Linked DNA regions of Mus musculus: all the other regions are linked to region 4. Evidence: chromatin contacts called from public HiChIP or PLAC-seq and promoter capture Hi-C data. All regions are on one chromosome and are shown on one strand. The core of a region is the stretch at or near the end of the contact, and the rest is flanking DNA. Distances in the headings are between cores, read along the strand shown.

What was found. Promoter capture Hi-C pulls out the DNA fragments that hold promoters and counts their contacts. HiChIP or PLAC-seq counts read pairs in DNA pulled down with a chosen protein or histone mark.
Region 1: a contact with region 4 is called in a promoter capture Hi-C map of liver, with 2.7 times the contacts expected there. The contact joins the promoter of C330020E22Rik here to the promoter of Col16a1 in region 4. A contact is called at or near these places in 2 of 39 promoter capture datasets (both in liver).
Region 2: a promoter capture Hi-C map of liver shows a contact between it and region 4, with 2.8 times the contacts expected there. The contact joins the promoter of Nkain1 here to the promoter of Col16a1 in region 4. A contact is called at or near these places in 5 of 39 promoter capture datasets (cranial neural crest, embryonic stem cells, frontonasal cranial neural crest and 1 more) and 2 of 115 datasets of contacts at active chromatin or transcription factors (embryonic stem cells and pancreatic cancer cells).
Region 3: a contact with region 4 is called in a FOXA1 HiChIP or PLAC-seq map of pancreatic cancer cells. The contact joins the promoter of Tmem54 here to the promoter of Col16a1 in region 4. A contact is called at or near these places in 1 of 39 promoter capture datasets (pre-B cells) and 1 of 115 datasets of contacts at active chromatin or transcription factors (pancreatic cancer cells).

What each region holds. Positions count from the first base shown.
Region 1 is chr4:129,381,402-129,384,388 of GRCm38.p6, reverse strand. C330020E22Rik (RIKEN cDNA C330020E22 gene) reads right to left here and starts at 1,670. Exons shown (of 3, transcript NR_151530.1): 1 at 1,424-1,670.
Region 2 is chr4:130,572,594-130,575,609 of GRCm38.p6, reverse strand. It overlaps Nkain1 (Na+/K+ transporting ATPase interacting 1), which reads left to right and starts at 1,574. Exons shown (of 7, transcript NM_025998.4): 1 at 1,574-1,781. The coding sequence starts at 1,728.
Region 3 is chr4:129,104,113-129,107,354 of GRCm38.p6, reverse strand. Tmem54 (transmembrane protein 54) reads right to left here and starts at 1,825. Exons shown (of 6, transcript NM_025452.4): 1 at 1,624-1,825. The coding sequence starts at 1,639.
Region 4 is chr4:130,046,087-130,049,109 of GRCm38.p6, reverse strand. Col16a1 (collagen, type XVI, alpha 1) reads right to left here and starts at 1,270. Exons shown (of 70, transcript NM_028266.5): 1 at 1,027-1,270. Gm12963 (a long non-coding RNA gene) reads left to right here and starts at 688. Exons shown (of 6, transcript XR_003955360.1): 1 at 688-702; 2 at 1,184-1,448.

The sequences.
Region 1 (2,987 bases), core at 421-2,920, 670 kb after region 4:
GAGCTAGGGTCTCATAGAATCCAGGCTGGCCTTGAATGGAGGTGGCTCCTACAGGGCAGTAGTAACCTCTCTCTAGGTTCTGCCTCAGTTCCAGCCTTCAGGCTCCTGCCCTGGGTTTCAAAGGTGGCCTGAGATTGGTCCTTGTGAGCCAAAAGAACACTTTCCTTCCCAATTTGCTTTTTGAGACCTTCTAAGCAGTAGAGTTAAAGGCTTGTGTTACCAACAGCTGTCGATGACTAATATTTATCTCAAACAACTTACTTATTAAGATTCTAACTTAAGGGGCTGGTGAGATGGCTCAGTGGGTAAGAGCACCCGACTGCTCTTCCAAAGGTCCAAAGTTCAAATCCCAGCAACCACATGGTGGCTCACAACCACCCGTAATGAGATCTGATGCTCTCTTCTGGTGTATCTGAAGACAACTACAGTGTACTTTCATATAATAAATAAATAAATCTTTAAAAAAAAAAAAAAGATTCTAACTTAAGCAGAAATGAATTTATATTAGAAGTTCACAGGAAGAGTTCAAACACAAGGATGGAAGGCAGCCAGGAACAATAGCCAAAGTCATAGCATAACTGTCCCAGAGAGGACACCAACACTGCTCTTGGCAACCAGGGACTGCCAGCCAGCACAAGAGCATTGGACCGAGGTGATGGTGATACCATTCCAGGCATGGTCCCATGGCACCCGGAGCTACTGCTGTAACTGTCGCTGCTGCTGGGAAAGGGTCCTCTGTGGTTCTTGGGTATTGGTGTTGTAACTCCCTCTTCAAAGTGGTACATCTGATTGTCAAAGTGTACACAATGGCCTTTGTATCTGCAAGGAATTCTGGGAAATCGAGCCATTGGTATTTTCATATTCTATTGCAGAAGGTAGGCTCTACTTCCTACCAGTTAACCACAAGGTAAAGAATTCTCAAAATTATGGGTTTTGGAGGACATGCAAACAGAGAGGATGAAGATGTCCTTCTGTATGACACACATAAGGAAAGGATGAAGATGTCTGCCTCTAGCACAGAGATACCTCATTTTCAGCATCTCCAAGCTGGTTTTTATTGTCTTTATGACTCTCTTGATTCCACCAAACTAAAACTAAACAAACAGACAACATAAACTGGTCTTCTAAGCTCCTCCTTTTCTTTCTTTCTTTTCTTTTTCTTTTTTTTTTTTTTGACAGTCCCGATAGGCTGGTACTATCTATGTAGATCAAGCTGTCCTGAACCCACAGTGGTTCTGGCTACCTCTGCCTCCCAGGTACTGGGATTGAAGATGTGTGTCACTGTTGTGTGACAAAAACTCTTCCTGGGGAACACAGCATACTCCTCTCTACCCACCCAGATAGGAAACCCATGACAGGCTAAAGTACAGAAACCACCAGAGTCCAGCTTGGTGAAACAATGAACTTCATTGGGGTTACTTACAGGAATGTGGGTGATGGGCTACTTACAGCAGCAGAAATGACTGAAAGGCACCATCCAACAGGAGTGAAAGCTCACAGGAGCTGGGAAAGCAGGAGCCCACTGCAGCCTTCAGGCACCATCCAGGCCCAGCCAGCAGGAGTGACAGCCTGCAGGCTGGAGAGAGTCCTTTCCCTGGTACCTCCACTGAACTACATCTCTTCAGGACAGCTCTTCTGCTCTGAGTCTGTAAAGCTCAGCTCTGCTTCCTGCAGCAGGGAGGGACTTGGGGAATCTGTCCAGTTTCAGGGAGTTCTTGAAGTTATTTTTCTGTTGCTTGACTCCCTGAGGGATGGAATGTTTTAATCCCAGAGGGACAGTTACACAACCACCATCATGCCTGACTCTTGTTTTTGTGTTTTTTTTCAAGAGAAGATTTCTCTGTGTAACAGCCCTGGCTGTGCTGGAACTCGCTCTGTAGACTAGGCTGGCCTGGAACGCAGAGAGGACCGAGACAGGCTGACTCCATGACAGGCTTCAAACTGGTAGTTGTGGAGACTAGACCTAAATTTCTAGGCCTGGGCAAGACTGTTCAAGTCGGTTACTAAATAAAAAAAAATAATAATAATAATACCAGGCCCGGGGCAGCCAATCAGAAGCTGCCTCTCCATCGGAAGCCGCCGTACCACGTGACCACCGCAAGAGCAAAGAGTCAGGAACAGTTTCCAGGCTCCCCAGCAACAGTTTCCAGGCTCCCCCAACAGTTCTGGGAAGTCTCCAGAGCCCTAGCCAATCCCAAAGACACCCATACTCCTAGAGATCGAGCCAACCAATCAAGATAAAGGTCATCCCCCCCCCCCCCAGGAATTCTAATCTGCTTTAAATTGTGCCTGTGCGCTCACATGGGTGTCTCCATCTTGGTAAATGGTAGACCCCTGCATGCTGGACTTCTGCAGAATAAAAAAACAAAACAAAACTCTTTGCTTTTGCACACGCTAGCTATTTGAGTCTCCAGTATCATTATTCTGCTAATCACGGATCCTTGCAAGAGATCCTCCTGCTTCTGCCTCTTGAGAGCTGGATTATTGCCCTACTGGGCTAAGAGTTTTTATTCACTACTGTCTTTCTGTCTGTCTGTCTGTCTGTCTGTCTGTGTTTTTTTCGAGATAGGGTTTCTCTGTGTAGCCCTGGCTGTCCTGGAACTCACTTTGTAGACCAGGCTGGCCTCGAACTCAGAAATCCACCTGCCTCTGCTGGGATTAAAGGCATGCACCACCACGCCCGGCTTCACTATTGTATTTCAAGAGACAACAAGAAACACCTTGCACTTAGTAGGTTGATAAATTATTCTCTGCTGATGAAATCAGCCAATCCCAGCTAAATCATACAAAGGCAGGTTTATTGAGGGGGCAGCTCTTGGGTGGGTTCACTGGTCCCAAGGAATGAGACAGGGAAGTCACCATAGGGAGGGAGACAGAGGGGACGGGGAAGAGAAAGAGAAAATTCGGAAGTCCGCAGGGAGAGAGAAAATGTGGAGAAGGCAGGGAGCAAGAGGAGACCAAAATGTCTGCATCATGTAGGGAGGGGC
Region 2 (3,016 bases), core at 325-2,824, 530 kb before region 4:
GAGCAGAACAACCTTGGGACTCAGAGATGGCTTTTTGTGAAGACACTTGCTACTGAGTTTGAAGACCTGAGTTTGATCACTGGGACCCACATAGAGGAAGCTAACTCCTACTCATGGTCCTCTGAGAGCCACAGGGTGCTCTAGCATGTGTCAACCTAAACACAGACATACAACATAAATAAATAAAGAACAAACCTAAAAGCAGAGAGGGGCCAGAGGGCGTGGAAGCCTGGGATTTAGTAGGGCAGGATTGAAATAAATGACCTTGGACAGAGGGTAGCTCAGACTTGGAGTGAGGTGGCCAGGCCTTGGGTCTGTGGCATTTGGGACATTCAAGAGCCTGGCAGAGCTGGTCAGAGCCTAGCAGAACCCAGTCACTGTAAGGAGAGAGGCATCATGTGTCCAGTGCTTGGGTCGGTGAGGGCTTCTGAGCACACTGTCAGCATGGAAGAGAGAACTGACATGGGCTCACCCGAAGCCTCCAGGGGATCCAGTGGGGACCGGGCTGGCGCTTCCTTTGTGGGAAACAGGACTCTTTGGAGACTTTGATAAAAGCTGGGTCCCAGTCCCCACGTAAAGTTATGCTCTGGGTATAGAGTCTGGGACAGACTCCAGGAAGCCTAGCTAATCATGGAAACTGGCTGGACACAGCTGCCATTCCCTAACAGTGGCTGAGAAGAGTCCCCACTGTTATCCCAGTTGCTTTTTGGTGGTGTGTGCGTGTGTGCATGTGCTTGTGTGTGTGTTTAGTGTGCGATGGTTGATTCTGGGAATACCTGGGGGGCCTTTTGTTTTGTCACTGTTGAGAGTACTAGGATCAAATCCAGGGCTTTTCTATCCACTTGTCTTGCGTGTTTTAAAACGCGTTTATCTGGAATTTGGGAGGCTGAAGCAGGAGGATCTCTGAGAAGCCAAACTGGGGACCGGACTATTCCGGTCCCTGAGCTATGAAGAGTCAAGAGAACGGAAGACCGCTTCAAGCGCACTCTGGCTTTCATAAACCCAAGATATACCAGGTTCTGAAGGAAAGACAGAAAGAAGAAAATGTGGCCGGGAAACCAGGAGGGCTGGCGAGCTGGGCTGAAAACTCAAATGAAAATAAAGGGCAAAGTTGGAACTCCAGGGTAGGGTGGCTCCAACTCCCTCAGCTGGCCAAGCTAAGGGCTACTGTTGGGTTTACAGGACTGCATCCAAGAGACTTTTTTCCTACTTTGCCCCTGAGGCCCCTGGGCGGGGGTGGTCCAGAGAGGTAATGTGATCTGCCCAAGGTGACACGGCTAAGGAACAGCAGTCTGGACGCGACCCAGAGCTGCCAGCGCGCAGGACCCGCACTCTTCCACTTCGCTCCACGCCCCTCCCCTCCCCCGCCCCCTCGCTCTTCCGCCCCTCCCTCGCCTCCCTCCGGGGTGGCGGCCGAGCCACGTGGTGGGCCGGGAAGCGGCGGCTGCCGAGCGCCCGGGCGGCTGCCCCAGCTGGGCAGTGCTGCACCGCGCCGCGCTCGGTGCCTGCGGGGGCCGCTGCGCGCTGGCCGGCGCCGCGGGCGGGAGGTGTGCCGACGGCCGGCCGCAGACAAAGGAGGCGCGGCGGAGCCCGCGCGGACCGGGCGCACCATGCACTTGGGGTGCGGCCGGCCGGCCGCGGCTCTGGAGACCCGGCCCTAGTCGCCGGCCCCACCGCCCCGGGGCGCCATCGAGACGACGCGGCCCCGCGCGGCGCGAGGAGGAGCCATGGGCAAGTGCAGCGGCCGCTGCACGCTGGTCGCCTTCTGCTGCCTGCAGCTGGTGAGCCGCGCGGAGCGGGGTGGGGCGGCGGCGGTGCGTGGGCGCCACCCGGGGTGCGGGGTGGCCGGGCGGAGTCTGCCCCGCGCGGGCCGGCTTGTCCCTTTGTGTGCGCTCCTCGCCTCAGCCCCGCGCTCGCGCGCACGGTCCAACGCTCCCGGGTTGCACGCGTCGGTTCGCAATGGGTGCGTGGGCTCCCGCTGGGGGGCTGCGCCCCAGGACTGTGGCTCCCTTGGGGCTGGGGGTGTGTCCGAGGCTGGTCTGTGTACTCGGAGAGGTCCCTGCCCGAATGTTCCCCTCCAGATCGCTGATTCCGTGGGTACCTCATCCCTCTGGGCTCCGCCCCTGTGAGCGTTTCTCACAAAGTCTCTTTCTGCTCCTGTATTATGTCTCTGGAATGTTTTTAGATCTCTGGCCATTTCTGCTTCTTGTTTGGGTGGTGGGACCTGAGACTCTTTGAGAACCCTCGGCCGTCCTTTGTGCTGCTTTCCTGCCTCCCAGCACCCTCCTGACTGGGTGGCCAGGGATGGAGAACTACCTCCTTGAGGGGGGTGATCAGGAATTGATGTATCACGGGCCAGCCTAACCTGGCAGGCACCGGACTCACTCTGTGGTTCTCTTTAGTCTGACCACCGAGTCCTCCAGCGTCCCATGAGCCATCTGTTCTATCAGCAGCGGGTGAGGTGGGGTCAGGTAAAGAGTTCCCTGGTCCCATTGGATGAGGACACTTGAGTGTCTTGGGAAGAATCAGAGCATCTCGGGGCTCTGTGCTGGCCCCAGTTTGGGGGAAAATGAGGTCTTTAACTGGAGGGCAACAGAGTGAATCCGGAGGCTAAGAGTAGCTGAGGTCCTTGCCTATGTATTGGGAGGGTGATAGAGAAGAGACGGGGGTCTCCTGCCTCCCTTGGAACTGTGTTATGCTTCTACTCAAGACACTGTTGTGTAGGAACTGCTGATAGCATCGGGTCTGTGGAGGAGCCTGGGGCCTCATTCCTATGGGTCCCGTGGTCTGGATCTGCCTTCCGGCCAGCACCTGCTCCTCCCCACAGGTGCGCAGGGTGGTGGGAAGCTTTGAGTGAGATGTGCTGGTGGCCTCTGTCCTCTCACCTTTCCTTGAGTCACCGGCCCTGCGGCGCCTGCTGTTCACAGCATCGTCCTCTTGGGCCATGCTAGAACCTCCTCTCCTCCCACATTGGTGTGTTGGTGTTTTGCCCCTCAGAAGGCCACCTGGTCTGTCA
Region 3 (3,242 bases), core at 576-3,075, 940 kb after region 4:
CGGCTAAAGAATCATTAAGTGGACATTCTCTGGGCAATTGCAGGGGCCAAGGAGGCCAAGAGGACTCATAATCCTGTATTTAGGAGACTGAAGCAGGAGGATTGTTGCAAAGTCAGGACCAACTTAGTTACAGAGTGAGACTCTGCCTAAAAAAAATAAAATAAAATAAAATAATTATTTGTTTATTTTGGTGGTGTAGCCACTGGTAAGTCGCCTATGTTGCAGTAACAGCCCCCCCCCCGCCACCGAAAAAAAGAAAAATTATTGTAAGCAACCCTAATTAAACTCAGTAACACACAGAGAGAGAGAGAGAGAGAGAGAGAGAGAGAGAGAGAGAGAGGGAGGGAGAGAGAGAGAGACGGGAGGAAGAGCTTTGAGGAGCAAGGAGGAGCCTGTTACAGACTCACTGTGGACCTGGTACCAGCCTGTCCTGTTCAGAGGTAACCCCGGATTTTTTCTGCATAGAGCCAGGTGAGGTTCCCCTAACTGCTCTCCGAGCTCTCCTTTAGCTTGCAGGCCCTGGGACTGTCATCTCAGCAGAGGACAGACCATGGACTGGAAAGGCACGAGGAACTGGAATGGCCTTGTGAAGATGAACAGCTGGCCAAACAGGAAGAGGAATTGCAGCCTTGTTCCAGGGGCCTCCTGGGTCCCACCCTGTCCACCCACCCCATCCACCTACCCATCAGCCAGCCACTACTGGGCTTTGGCTGGGCTCAAGAAACAGCAGCATCTCTGGACCAAGGCTTTGGTCAGACAAGAAGGCTAGGGTTGCTTGCTTTAGTCAGAGCGCCCTAGGCTGGTTTTGGTTCTTCGTTCTCATGCTGGGAACACTGGGCAAGTGGCTGGTGTAGTGCTAAGCGTTTATTAGCAGACCGGAACTTCATCCTGGTCAAGAGGTGGGTGCAACGGTCTTCATTTTACCAAGGAGAAATAGGCATGGCTCGAAAGATGTGTGTGCTGGAGAGTGGGAACGGAACCCCTTAGATCCCAAACAGCAGAGTTTGCCCAGGGCGTGGGGGAGGGGCGCACCAGTCTACTCTGTCAAGATGCTGGCTGACTGGCCTTTCCCTCCAGCTTGGCTGGATGAGAGGAAGGTATGGAAATGGCATCTTTGTAATGCTAAGGAGCCGGGATCCTGGACCCTACATCCACATCCCCATCTCTTCATCTCTCAGCATCTCTTCCCCTACCGGCGGATCCCGAAGCCTATCTAGCCTTGCCCCTTAGAAAGGAAAATAGGGCCAGGAGCTGGGGGTGCCACTGGCCCCACCAAAACCAGGCTTACTCAGAGCTGGGCCTCAGTGCCACAAACCTGGAGCCCCCAGCTGCTGGTCGTGGCGGAAGGAGTTCTAAGTTCTAAGTTAGAGTGAGCTAAGTACTGAGCTCTGGGCTAGTCCCTGAGCCTCGAAATGTTTAGGCTGGTGTGTAGCTCAGTGGTAGAGCACTTGCATAAAGGAAATAAAACCCAGCCGCTTGTCACCCCGCTTCTAAGGAAACTTAGGCTTGAGAGGAAAGTGACCTGAAGCAGGCCAGTACGTGAAGCAGGGTTGGGTGAAGCAGGCGGCTTGACTTCGGGTTGGGGTCCCCCCAGGAGTGGGTCTCCCGTTTGCCCCAGCTCACCTATGCGCAGACACATGTTGATCCCGGCCAGTGGCCCCGCGCTGGTCTCAGCGGGGTCTCGCTTCCATCCTTCTCCTCCGCGGCCTGCGCTCCTCTTCCCGCCCAAGCAGGCTCCTGGCGGCTCCCTTCCCTGCACCCCTCAGTCGCCCAGCCCGGCGTCCTGCGCGCGTTGCCGAGGCCGGTCGGACCGGCTGGGCGACCCCGGGACTGTGCGGCTGAGTCACGGCCACGCCCCTGCTGCTGAGCCAGGCGCCCGGCGCCAGGCCGCCCTCGTTCCTCCTCGCACGCCCATTCCACCGATGGACATTGAGGCTCTAAGGGGTCTCCATCGGCCGTGCTGGGAGCTGGTGGTGTTAGCATGTGAGCGCGACCCCGGATGGTGGTGATGGTGGTGGTGGTGGTGGTGAACAAGACACGGGCACATGGGCCAGGATGGAAGCTGGGAGTGAGCAGGAGCAACCAGGGGTCTGCTTTTTTAATCTACTGTGTGACTTCAGAACAATCGCTTTCCCTCGCTGGGTCTTCCTTTTTCTGGCGGAGGTGCCTCCTGGTCTCAGTCAGGTCTTCCATGTTGAGCAAGGTGCTTTTCCTTTCGGTCTTGGCGGTGGTGGGGTGATCTGTTTGCTCCTTGGAAAATCAAGGGTAATAATTCTTGTTTCCTGATATAAGGAAATGCAGCTATTAAATAAATTAATAAATAGATAGATAAATAAATAAATTGTAGGGATCAATGAGATGGCTCAGCCAGTAAAGTCCCTTAACCCTATAACCCGATAGCCTGATAGCCCCAGTTCCATCCCTGGGACCCACATGGAAAGGAGAGAACCGACTCCTGAAAGTTGTCCTCCGATTTCCACTGGAGCAGAATATGGCACTGACATACTACAGCACAAACATCTCTCTCTCTCTCTCACACACACACAGAGGTACACACACAGAGGCACACACATACAGAGGGGCGCGCGCGCGCACACACACACACACACACACACACACACACACACACACACACACACACACGACAGAGCCTCACTATGTACTATGTAGTCCTAACTGTCCTGGAACTCACTGTATAGACCAGGCTGGTCTTGAACTCACAGAGATCCTAGAATGTCTATTGTGGGGGCTGCCGAGTTGGCATTGGGTTATATCAAGTGTTAGATGGACTCTTGCTTCGTGATAGTGTCCCTGATGCAGACACAAGTCCTGTCCTCCTCCTTTGGGTTCAGATAGCTGGACACTCACATAGGACCATTTAGCCAGAGTGGTGAATAAACAGGTGGAACGCTCCCAGCCACATCTCTGCCAAGTATTCTGCCTTGGCCAAAGCACAGCACCTCCCTGGACCACCGAGGTCTTTGCAGCAGGCGTAACTGGTCTATTCTGTACCAGATCTGTTCTGTAGCCCATCAGCATAGTCTCCATGGACGAGGCTGTCCTGATGTCTACAGGTTCTCAGAGCCTGGTGACTGTGTGCCTATAGTGTCACCTGTAGTGACACCTCCTGTGTGCCTTGTGTCACCTGGATCAGCACATTCAGCTTCTAGCAGCAGGGGAGGGAGCTGAAGCCCCGGTGCTGTGGGCAGGACAACCGCAGGTCAGGCAGGCAGCTCTGGTCA
Region 4 (3,023 bases), core at 21-2,520:
GTATGAGCCAAGAAAGCTTCCCCTTGTGTGTACAGGGGCAGGAGAGCAGGTCACCAGGGCTCAGGACCCCGTTGCCAACCTCTCCCGCTGATGGATGCTCGTCTTTTTGTTTTATTAAACCCTGATGGATGGGCCCAGATAAATCAATGCAGGCTCAGCAAGTGGCCAGCAGAGTCATATATCATCTGGCCCCTTCTAGGACAGGCAGATCATGAGCACACAAAGCCATGTGTATCAATACAATACACATAGGCTTATAGGCACATAGGTGCCGGGACTGTGCAATCAAACCTAGCTGCAGGCAAGCGAGCTAAGAGACATGAGAACTGATAAGCCCAGTTTACATACATGCTCCTGTCCAGAGCCAGACTATGAGCACCCTCCAGGAGGCTCTTCTGTTGGTACTTTCTTAGGCAAGTCAGATTTTGTACGGTGCCATGCTTACTTATCTCCCTTATTGCTGGATACAGAATAAAGGATGCCTTCACGCATGCGTGTGTGTGTGTGTGTGTGTGTGTGTGTGTGTGTGTGTGTGTGTATATATATATATATATATGAGGCTGGACTCTTGGGATGGATCTGTGCCCCCACCTCAGTCATCTCCCATCCTAGGGGTGTGCATCCCCCCCACTCTCCAACCCCAGCCTGACCTTCCCTTCCTGACAGCCAGTGGAAAGGTAGCCGACTATGAGCAGCATGTGGGTGCATGTGGAGGCGTGAACATAGAGATGGGCTCAACATGTTCACCACTCTGGCTCCTACTCCCAGGCCTCAGATTGAGTGAAGGGCTTGTAGGGATGAGCTAGAGAGATGCTTCCAAGGAGACCCCGCCCCCCTCAACACAGACACAGATGGAGGCAGAGACAGCAGGACCAGCATGGAGTTTCCAGATCACCCCACGGCAGAAAAAGAGCACTGAGGCCCTCAGAGAGGGCTAGCCACTTGCCCCAGGTCACATAGCGAGTCAGTAGCAGAATATGCCCTTTCAGCTCAGAGGGAGAAGCAGCCCAGTGCTGGCCCACTTACCAACGGCCCGCGGAGCCCTTCACTGAGCAATCCTGGCAGCCCTAAGGCTGCCAGCTATGGGAAGCAGGGCCAGGGGTCCACGGCCCACAGGAGGATCCTCGATCTCTCCCTGCCAGTCTGCGCTGACCCCAGCTTTTCCACGTCCTGAGTTCTCTAGACTGAGTGCAGCGCAGCGTGCGCGCACACTCACACGCCTGCTTGCAGGAACTGCCGGCCGCTCCTGGAGAGGGAAGAGGGCGGTTCCAGGGGGCTGGGGGCCTGCCAAGAGGCTAATGGAACACAGCTGGGCCGGCCCGCCAGGCTGGAGGAGGAGGGAGACCGCGAGGGTTCGGCGGCTGCGGAGGCACTGGCCATTGGCCTGCACCGCCGCGCTCCTGGCCTGGCCCTGCGCCCGGGCCCGCCCGTCCCGCTTCCCCAGCCAGGTGAGCCTGCGGGTGAGCGGAGCAAGGCGGGACCCTGCGTGCCCAGAGCTGCCCTGGAAGGGGCGCCTGCGGCTGGCTGGCTGGCGGGAGGGAGGCCAGGCTAGGCGCGCCCGGGACCTCCTTAGTGCCCCCCCTAATTTCCTTGGCTGAGACCCCAGAAAGCTGGAGAAGACTAGAGACCCCTCCTCCATAGTCGTGGAACCCGCGACGTGGCTGCTGACCAAGCCTCGGTGGTCAGCTTTTTCCAGTGCCTGGGCCTAGCATTCCTAGGCTGTAGAACCTCTGCTTGCACTGGGAGGAGGGGATAGAGCACCACTCCCCAACCCTGTGCTAAATTAACTCCTTCTGCTCTGTCCCCATTTCTACAGAAGTAGGGTCAGGGAGTCCTCTTGGACTCCAGAAGGTTGGAAAGACTCAGATCCCTACCCCCTGCCCCCTCCCTGCTCCCTGCTTTAAGAAGACTTTTTTTTAAATTAATTTATTTTGTATGTGTATGTGCGGAACGTGTACACAGGCATAGTTGTAAATGCCATGTTGTATGTGTGGACGCCAGAGAACAATTGATGGAGTTAGCTATCTCCTTTCACAATAGGGGTTCTGGGGGAATCCCGCTAAGGTGGTCAGTCTTGGTGGCCAGCACATTTACCTGCTAAGCCATCTCCATGGCCCTCAAACTTGGTTTTGTTCTCTTTTTAACTGGATATTGAGCCTAGAGTTTGCATATTCTAGGCTAATGCTCCCCCCCCTTGGTGGTATAGTGGTATGTGTGTGTGTGTGTGTGTGTGTGTGTGTGTGTGTGTGTGATGTGTAAATTTGTGCAGGTGTACACACACATGCTTGGTGGTGGCAGCCTGTTGCCTTTAATCTCATCACTCAGGAGGCAGAAGCAGGTGGATCTCTGTGAGTTGAGGACAGCCTACTCTACAAAGTGAGTTCCAGGACAGCCAGGGCTACACAGAGAAACCCTGTCTCAAAAACAAACAAATAAACAAACAAAAAAAACAACCAAACGAAAAACCCAAACCGCTCTGTTGCTCAGGCTGGCCTTGAGCTGGTCTGGGACAGAAGCAAACCTAGAACTTTCTATTTTTAAGATAGGTTCTCACTATGTAGCCCTGGCTGTCTTGGAACTCCCTTTGCAGACCAGGCTGGCCTTGAACTCACAGAGATTCCCCCTTGCTTAGAGAACGCTGGGACTAATGATGCACACCAGCACACCCAGCCAAGCCTAGATCTTTCAACCCTCTAGCCTCAGCCTCCTGGGTAGTCGGTGCCCAGCAGGCCTGGTTCAAATCTACTTTTTATCTCTAATTCCATTTGCACATCTGTGAGATGAGATGCCTGCAGCTGCCCGTGTAGCTTTGTTAAAGGAAACTCATTAACATCTGTGAGAATGCTTAGCCGTGCTCTGGCACGTAAGAGGAGAGATATTTGCTGCGATTTTCATTATTGGGATCCTTAGCAGAGGACAGGGTCTGTAGGGAGTGGGGGTGGGCATTAAGGGACAGGGAGGTTTTCTTTATATACAGGGTCTAAAGAGGCAAAAACAGTTGAGTTTGGATGAACCTCAGAAAA